2 separate regions of the Mus musculus genome follow, and region 1 is linked to region 2. A link is a contact called in public Hi-C data. All regions are on one chromosome and are shown on one strand. Each heading gives the region's core, a stretch centred on a gene start, on an enhancer-like site or on the middle of the called end of the contact. The rest is flanking DNA. Distances are from core to core; before and after follow the strand shown. Region 1 has its middle 11 kb from the start of Plaat1. Region 2 has its middle 6.3 kb from the start of Mir690.

Region 1 (4,610 bases), core at 1,874-4,373, 610 kb before region 2:
GGAGTAAGAAAGTGTTTAACTTATTTTTTATTTCACAGGAACCTAGAGTTAGAAGCCTTTAAATTTTTAGAGAGACATTGGACATTTTAGAGAACCTGCAAACTTCTAAAAAGAGACTATGTATTAAAGTGAGTGAATGAACTTTTAAAGCATTTAAAATTTTAAGGTCTGATACTTTTAAAGTTATTTGTGTCTTATATTATGGTATGAATATTAATATGAGTTCTTGGGGATGAACAAGAAATGAAAAGTTACAGTTTTATAGTGACATTTTTGTGTTTCAAATTGACAAGGTCTCCATTGCATTGGTTAATTTTATGTCACCTTAACACAGCTTAGAACTTGGGAAGAAGAACTCTCAATTGGAAAAAAATGTCTTCATTAAATTGGCCTGTGGATGACTCTGAAGTGCATTTTATCAGTTAATGATTGATGGGGGAGTGTTGCCTGACTCTCTAAGGTCAAAGTCTGACATGACCAAAATGCCTTGAGCTTGGTACAAAATGGCAGGCTCTCTTCATCAGCAGGGCTTCTTTTCCGTTGACCTTGTCTGGGGAGTCTGAAACCCCTACACCCTCTACCTGTGGACTGTCACGAAGCCTTGGTTAGATTTCAGTTTCAGCTTCCTTTCTCCTGAGAAGAACCCATTCAGCAAGTACCTGAGATTCCTAGAGTGACTCCCCATGCTAACCAGGCATCTCAGAGCCTTAGCCTTCAGCCAGTGACCTTTGCCCACCATGGATACACTATCCCCATCCCCAAAACTATATAATCCTCGATTCACCCAGAGTAAAATTGATCTCTCTCCTCACAACTGATTCCAGAATGTGTTGCCATTTCCATTCATACTCTCGGGACATTCCCAACCCTGTTGTAGACTCTGCTCTCTTCATCCTCTAGTGTCGGTGACCAATCAACCCTGGAAGAAGAAGGACCCATAGGGGAGAGCCCAGCATAATGAGGGTGGTGCCACCTCTGGGCTGGTGTTCCTGGATGATATTAAGACAGCAGGCTATAAACACCACAAGGAGCTAACTAGTAAGCAGCACTCTTCTATGACCTCTGTCTCAGCCTCTCAGGGTTCCTCTCAGCAGGGTTCCTGCCCTGTTTGAGTTCCTGCTTTGACTTTCTTGCAGGCTGGGACATGGAACTGTATGCTAAAATAGGTCTTTCTTTCACACACTGCTTTTCTTGTCATGGTGTTTATCACAATAGTGCAAACACTTGTAAGACCTTGAAAGGCAGCCTGGTTCCTGGTTGAGCAAAGGCTAGAAACTCCAGTGACTATGAAGGGATGGTAGACGGTTCACCTGCAGGCACCATGCTCCTGACACTGGCTGCAGCCCTCTAAAGATTTGTGGCCATCAGTCAAGTAAGGGCAATGCCCCAAGCCCCTCTACAAGTAGAGATCATGACCACAGGTCATGTAGGCTCAAGACAGATCTCCATTTTAATGATGTACCTAAAGACCTGGAGGCTTAGCCAATAAACTCTCCTTCCCCAAACACCCCTCCCTGCAAAAGGTATTTAACCTCAGGGCCACCTGAGGAGTTGGGTATGGTTTTACTCATCCACTTTCCGCCATGACAATAAATGTCTTAAAACCATGAACTGTCTCTTTTCCTTGGGATTCACCATAGGGAGTCATGGAGGCCTTCGCTTTATAGAGACACCATCTAATCTCCCATAGAAGGCCTCTTTGCACTCCCAGCTACAAGCTCAAGCTGATTCTATCCCTGCAGGACCAGCCAGAGCACCGCCCTTTCCCCCCTTGGCCCCAGAGCTAGATCCAGCCCTCAGGCCTCCACTCTGTTCTCAGTTCTTCTCTGTTCTCAGCTCTTCTGAGGCTCCCAGCTACATGTGAGTGTCTGGGAGCTTGAGAAAGAGAAAGAGAGGGCCCAGCCTCGAGATGGCCCGGAACCCCGAACTAGCTCCAGCTATCTTACCCCCTCAGACTTACACCCCGAGCAGTGATCCATGGCTTCCCTACAGTCTGACACCCACCTGGCAATAGTGTGGGGTAAGCGGGATCAAACTTCCTGAGTCCCGCCTCCCCGAGTGGCCAAGTTCTGTGGCAGAGCAGACGTGGGACCTATAACCCTACAAACACTGACAAAGTTAGTGTCATTGACACCGCAATTATACTAGCACAGCACTTGCACCTGTTTAAAAGTCTTAATAGCTCTGTAAATTATTTAAGTGTTTATGGAACCGTCATTGTGTAGCGGTTGCATCGTGCATAGCTCCGCTGTGGCTGCGCAGAGCTTTCAAAAAAGGGCTTTATTTGTGCTTATCGCCATCTTTAATGTGGAGTGCACACAGTGTGCACAGTCTTGAACTAGACTCATTGTATTTTCCCACCACTACTAGATCACGCTGGTGACTCTCAAATGCATTACGTGGCCCTTTTTGCTGTGTGCCTGGTTTCTCTTTGCTCCGACGCAATTAATCCTTCATGATAAAGTCCAATCAACAAATCTCTTTTCTGTCATCCTTGCTGTCTGAGAGCCACTGAGGCAGGGCATGCACCCTGACCCAGTCCACTGAAGGCCTGCCTGCACAAGGAAAGCAGAGCGGGTTGGGGGAAGACTTAGCAAGTGTCTGGGAAGGTCTTGTTGTCTGGGAAGTGTCTTGTCGGGACACTGGTTTGGCCGCTTCCCATGGAAGACTGGTGGTAAAGTAGCTCAGGGAGTTCTGTATTCTAATCTGGATTCAGGTGAATGGCTTTCATGACTTTTATCCAAGGAGATCCTCAGGATTTGAAATTCATGTTAACCCTGATTAATATTTTAATGAAGCTCAATAATCAAGTGGATGTTGTAGCTAAAGCTTTTGTCCAAATGTTTAGTGCAATCTACAGTTCCAGTTGTTCTGCTTGAGCCAAAAGACTTGGGGGCCGGGGTAGAACATGGGCACTAACACTAGTTTCACCCCGGCTGAATTAATACATTAAGCTGTATCAGAAGGCACATGGAGGGAGGAGAGGCTCGGTTTGCAGCTGTTAAGGAAACTGAAGCCCCGCCTTGTAGGCCTGGTGTGTGAGCAGATCCTCAGCCGTCCTCCAGGAATGCAGCCAGTTCTCTTTCTCCCGCCTCTCATCCCTCTTGCCTCTCGCCAGGCACTGTTAATCCTTGCCTTATTTTCCAAATGTTTCTGTCTATTCCCTCACTCTGTGAAGCACTCACACCCAGTAGTCAGAAGGCTTCTGTGAAATGTCAAAAACAACATTGCTCCCCTCCCCCATCCCTCCAGTGACTGCATTCCAGTCTCCAATCTCCATCAGTTTTCAAGCCTCTAAGGTCTGTTATCTCCTTTACTTTCCTGCTGCTCAAGCTTGGCCCATCTGCTTCTGGAATTGTCAGTGCTTGCCTCCCCTCCAGACTTGCGACTTGCGTCTGCTGTTCCCTTTTTCTGGAGCACTTTCTCCTTCCTGTCCCCAAAGAGCTACCTGCCTGATCTTCCAAGTCTCTCAGATGCCAGGCCTTAGTTAGACTTTCTCTAACCAGTCTATACAAACTATCACACTACTCTCACACTGGCTTATGTTAACAGTTTTACTGTAACTCTGAACCGTGCCTGATCCACATTGGTTATCAGTCACTCTTTCCACTATGGGAAGGGAGCTCCTCACACACAGGGACATGATTTGTACCTTGTAGAAAGAACATGATGTCTGATACATAATGAGCAGGTGTTAAGTAAGTGAGTGACACAAAATCCTCTGTCAGTCTCTCAGCCGTTTTCTGGACTGTCTCCTCCTTGAGGCAAAAAGGCTGCCGCAGCTCCCACTGCCTTGTGCTCACACGCTGCTTTCAGAGAGGAGAATCAGTAGGCACTGGTCTTTCCGCACAAGTATTTCTCTAGAATGAGCTCCCCAGAAGGCTTCCTTTTACACTGTACTGACAAGAACTAGAGCAAGGACTGTCCCCTACCATCAAGGGATCTGGGTAGGCATTTGATTTCCTAGTCTGTGGAGAGGGAGACATGAAGATGAGAAAAGTAAGATTAATAAAATGAGAATGTCAATAAAATGCCAGGACTACTGCATCCCACTGCAGCTCTCCCATGGCGGAGTAGAGGTTCTCTAACCCAGGAGATCTCAGGACATCGTCATCCGTCAATGCTCTGCTTTTTCCTGCCCTTCACATCTTGAAAACACAGCCATTTATATGACTTACCTTTCCAATTTAATAACTTTTATGAAATGAAAACCTTTTCAGGTCATTATGTGGGGAAATCGCTTATACATTTCCATGATTAAGGAAGGTTGGTAGAAGGGTAAGGCAAAGGGGAGAATGAAGAAAAATGGCCAGAGTCATGTTCTCTCTAACCAGCCAAAAGAAGGAAGGATGCGAGAGGTCTCCCGAGCCAGGCTGCTGTGCTGGCAGCGGGCACTGGGGCGAGACAAGGGCAGAAGTGAGAGGCCAACATTGCCCATTTATTTCAGATCCTTATTCAGGTTTGATGAGAGAGCAAAGACCAATCTTGTGTGTGTGTGTGTATAAGGGAATATGTGTATCTGTTATATGTGTGTGTGTGATTTGTGTCTATATGAGGGGGATATGCATGTGTGTGTGTATCTGTGTTTGCATGTGTGCACGTGTACTTGT
Region 2 (4,517 bases), core at 1,483-3,982:
GTAGATCTCCCTGCCTTTCCTTTCCCCACCTCGCACACCCATAGAGCCATTATTTGATTTGTTTGTGTTCCTCGGCTGAGTTCCAAGGGAAGAGTCAGGTTTGGATTGGTTATTAAGAAGGGAGCTGCTAAGACTGAGTGCCAGTTTTCTTTCTTTTCCACATGCAATGTTATGATTATCTGCACTGCCCAGATTATAGAAATGGTCAAACTACAAGCATTATACAAAAGGTGTCATAAAGGTCATGTTTTCCAGGATGCTAAAGTTGGGGAATCTGCTTCCCACTAGATGTGCTATGGACAGTATGGTGCTATGAATACACAGGTCTCAACCTTGTTTCCAGATACTCACACGGTGGAATGTTTTCTACTTCATGGTGTAGCCGAATGTTTGGACAAACTGTTTATACTTACTTAGGCCAAGAGACCAGAGGTCACTATTAGAGCTAACTTGATACATCGTGAACTGTGTTAGCTTCCTTCTTGCCTCTTATCCTTTTTCCCATGTTTCTTTGTTTCTGGAAATTTCATCAATTAATACTTATCTGTAACTGAAGGCTCTTTGATAAGTGCGAGATGCAGATGTGTCCTAAATGCTTGCTCAGTGTACCCTGTTGTATGCAGATGACTAACTACACAGACATGGCTTTCATTAAACTGCTCCAAGGATACTTGCATTTCCAAGAGCAACTCAAATCTGACGTGTAAATCTGCAGCAGCTATGATGTCCCCTACTGTAAACAAGGGACATTGGTGTTCCTCATTCTGTGCCTGTTTGTCCTTCCAAGCTTGAGCCTGCAAATCACATTGTCACTGTCCTTTTTTTCTTCTTTTGAGGTCATTTATGTATAGAAATATATGCAGTAGCCTCTAGACCCAGGGCCTCTGCAAAATGGCCACTGGTACAACCCAGGTAGAGTCCTTGCTTTTCCCTTAAACATTTTCTTAAAACCTCTTCTTACATCTTATATCTTGTCCCTCTCCAATCATTGTTTATTCACAGTGTTCTAAATTACAGATATAAGTTAGCACGCTTTCCAAAGTAAAGCCCCAACTCACTTCTAAGCGTATTCATTTCTCCGTGGTGTTTATATCTTGGAGTCAGGCAGACCTGAGCTCAAATCTTCATTCCGCCCCTTTCTCTTCACGTGACCTTGGGTAACTAACTTCTGCATCTTAAAAGGTAAGAATGACAAGTGTGACGTGTAGTAAATTGACCTCAGTTTCTCAATACCTGACTTTTTCCATTGATTGTGGACAAGATCCTTCCTTGATCCTTGCTTAGTGCCCTTTAGTGGCATTCTTTATTCTGAGATACCCATCTCTTCTCTGTTTCCCACGGGAGCATCTTTAAACACAGTCACTTTTCTGCATCTACCATTTTCTCTTGTCTGGCTCTAATAATACTTATTCTTGCATTGAGGACTCACAGTTCTGTGGAGGGACTCCTTATGCCTTCCTGCCCTTTCCTTAGACCTTGAACACTAGATCAAGGCTCTGACTATCTGACTGAGATGGGGTTCCCTGAGAGGATCTTTCTTGGCCATCATTGCATCCCTACAATCTAGGGCAATGTCTGACACAAGGCAAGTGTTTAATGCAACCGACAAGAGAGCTCAGACAATGTGACAGCCAACAGTCATCACCAGGCGATAGGGACCTCACTTCACTGAAACAGCTCCATTTGCCATTCCCTTTTGCTCCAGTGCCCTTTTGATTTTATGACAGCTGGCTTGTCTAACTGCCTAATTTTATATGTGAGATCAACCCTAAGGGAAAACCACACATGGATACAGCAGGAAGGTATCAGACTGGAGTCCAAATCAGAACTTACTATATGAGACAGCTAAAGAAGAGGATGGGCTGCAGGGTGGTACTGTACATATCTGCAAACTTCCCATAGGCAGGAGGGAGGAAGGTCATGGGAATGTTGCCAGCGTCATATGGCAGGCCCTGAAAGATTATATCCAATGTCCGTATACTAGTTCTAGGCTCTCATAAATGTGGTATTCTTGGGAAAGGATCTTTGATGATGTCCCTCCCCAGGTAAGACCATTCCTGCAGATTTGGGTAGATGCTAAATCAAATTAAGAACTCTCTTGAAGAGGCACATGGAAGGCTTATCTGTGAAGACGGAGGCAAAGAGCCTACTGGTACATATTAGTAAAGTGTCAACACCCCTTTCTCCAAGGCTGTGTCCCCAACAAACACCTGGAGAACACAGCCACGTGGACACCTCGATTTTGAGCAGGCTGCTTCAGAACATTGCCTGTGAGGCCGAAGGTTTGCATACCTTTTAGCTATAGGCATGCAGCAATGCAAATGTCATTCTGAGGTTGAATTAGGTTTCTTCTGAGCATATTCCTTTTATTTATTTATTTATTTATTTATTTATTTTCAATCTTTCTGTAATAGATGATGTGACGTGTGTGTGTGTGTGCGTGTGTGTGTGTGTGTGTGTGCGCGCGCGCCCATGCAGTTTTGCCTTTCCTTGGGCCTCCCCTTTCCTGGGGTTCCTATCCCACAGAAGGCTCTAACACTGCAGGACTCACAAGCGTGACCTAGAGGCGAGGAAGAAGTGTTTGCTGGACGTGGAAGTGCTTTGCGGAAGTATGGTCATCTTGCTGACTAATAAGCACGAACTTCCCGGAAAATACGGGGAATTTGTGGGTGTGTTCCTGCGAAGCCATAGGCTCGCCTCTGCCTCGTTTAGCTGTGCTTTGCTGCCATCGTGTGGTCGCTCTGGTACTTGTCAGCGTTCCGAGTTTTGTAGCTCAATGCTTTATAAACTTTTAAAGATTTATAAACAGGAATTTTCTTAACAGAAAAAACACACTGCGACTATAACCCATGTTTCATATCCAGCGGGGCTGGACATTTGCAGCTGACACTTGCATCGACATCTACAGCTAAGTTATGCAAACCTTCAGCCTCATAACTAATATTTTGGAACAGCCTCCTCGAAATCAAGGTATCCATGAGGCTGTGCTTTTCCGGTGTTTGTGGATACAGCTTTGGAGTTCTGACTTTGCGTTGTTAACGTTCTTACCTTAGAAAATGTTGGAGACTAGGATTGGTAATACCATTTGAAGAATTACAGCAGTTATGTTTGTTTGTTTGCTTGTTTTTCGAGACAGGCGTGTGTGTGTGTGTGTGTGTGTGTGTGTGTAGCAGGTGATAAAAAAACAATCACAATTCACTGAGCATCTGTTATGAGGAAAACTCAGCTCAGAAGGCTTTGTGTGGCTGACCCTACTCAGCATTCAGAGGTCAGCAGAGGTGCGGCTGCGTTCCACATTGGGTGGCATGGACTGGGGTAGGACCAGAGCAGTGGTCCCAGGAGCTTACATTCCTAGGAAACATTCACACTGTACAGAAGCCTCCTTTGAGGCTTGGTTTCAGTTCTGCTTGAGGTTTCTGCACAATCAAAGAAAAACTTAAAATATATACAGCACCCCAGTATGGCATAGAGTGTCGAGCTCAAGGCTGCATTTACGGCCCATCGGGCCTTAACTTGCCCAAGCTTATCTTGGGAGCAGCACTTTATTTGATAATGAACTGTGAACAATGGTTTCTGTTTTATATGGATCGCTGTAAGTGTGGAGACCTCAAGGATCAAGTATTTTAAGCTTATTTCCGTAAGCAAGACAAGGATTCTATTCCAATTAGCATTTTGTGAGGCCTAGCACAAAGCATCTACGTCCCCCTGGCTGCTGGCTCCTGCAGGGAAAATCTTCCTAAATCTTCACGGAAAATCTCCCTGAAGCACAAAGAGCTAGAAACATTCAGCCCCGAAGCAGCAGCCCGTGTCCAAATGGAACACAGGACCTTATTTTCAGAATCGATCTCTGATAGTTTCAAAGAACAAAAACTTTGAAAAATGTAATCATACTGAGATCTCGCACAAGCAAACACATGCTGCACACACACTTCCCTTCATTCTGAGATTAGATCAATTTATTTACCAGTCTGTGTGTGTGTGGGGGGGGGGGGGGACTGAATCTGTGGAAAAAAGAATTGTATTCCAAGTAGCCTGCCTCAAGTGTTAACTGCTGCCGCGCATGCGCGAGCTTCCTAGTAGCAATTGGTGATGGTAGAGTTGAGTGCTGAGCAACTGCATAGGTTCATTCTGTTTCAGCAGCCTCTACATGCACTTGCCGACTGTGACTTGTGGCCGCTCAGGGTGTAGCTGTGTTCACACTGTCACTGGTCCACTCCTAGTGGAGGTGGTATCCCTAGACGTTACCATGACAGCTTTCCTCCTTAGGGAGTGATAAGATAACGGTTAAGTCCCCGGCCCTTCCTCATTTGATGCAGATGCTGCATTAAAACACTAACAGCTGCTGCAGACAAGAAAGGAAATCAGGATTGTGTGAATGAAATCCTGACATTGTGCACAGGGTGAATGTGGGAGTTGTGAATTTGAAGGGATGAGGAGCTGGGGGAAGCAGCACTGACTCCTTGGAGGTCAAACTGTTTAACTATCCACCAGCTGCTTGGTTTATCATCGGTGTGACT

Evidence for each region. A called contact is a pair of places that touch in the nucleus more often than the background predicts.
Region 1: a Hi-C map of cerebral cortex shows a contact between it and region 2, with 1.9 times the contacts expected there. The contact joins two enhancer-like sites. A contact is called at or near these places in 7 of 39 promoter capture datasets (embryonic stem cells, hippocampal neurons, liver and 1 more), 1 of 484 Hi-C or Micro-C datasets (cerebral cortex), 2 of 115 datasets of contacts at active chromatin or transcription factors (embryonic forebrain and embryonic stem cells) and 1 of 9 other capture datasets (adipose tissue).

What each region holds. Positions count from the first base shown.
Region 1 is chr16:29,197,189-29,201,798 of GRCm38.p6, reverse strand. No RefSeq gene overlaps it. Among named protein-coding and RNA genes, the nearest start is that of Plaat1, 11 kb to the left of the region's middle. Within about 2 kb of position 3,123, at least 31 of the 459 cell types and tissues checked have an H3K27ac peak or open chromatin away from gene starts, as enhancers often do. A contact at or near this core is called in cerebral cortex, where this site is marked.
Region 2 is chr16:28,591,451-28,595,967 of GRCm38.p6, reverse strand. It overlaps a transcript of Fgf12 not described here. Among named protein-coding and RNA genes, the nearest start is that of Mir690, 6.3 kb to the left of the region's middle. Within about 2 kb of position 2,732, at least 24 of the 459 cell types and tissues checked have an H3K27ac peak or open chromatin away from gene starts, as enhancers often do. A contact at or near this core is called in cerebral cortex, where this site is marked.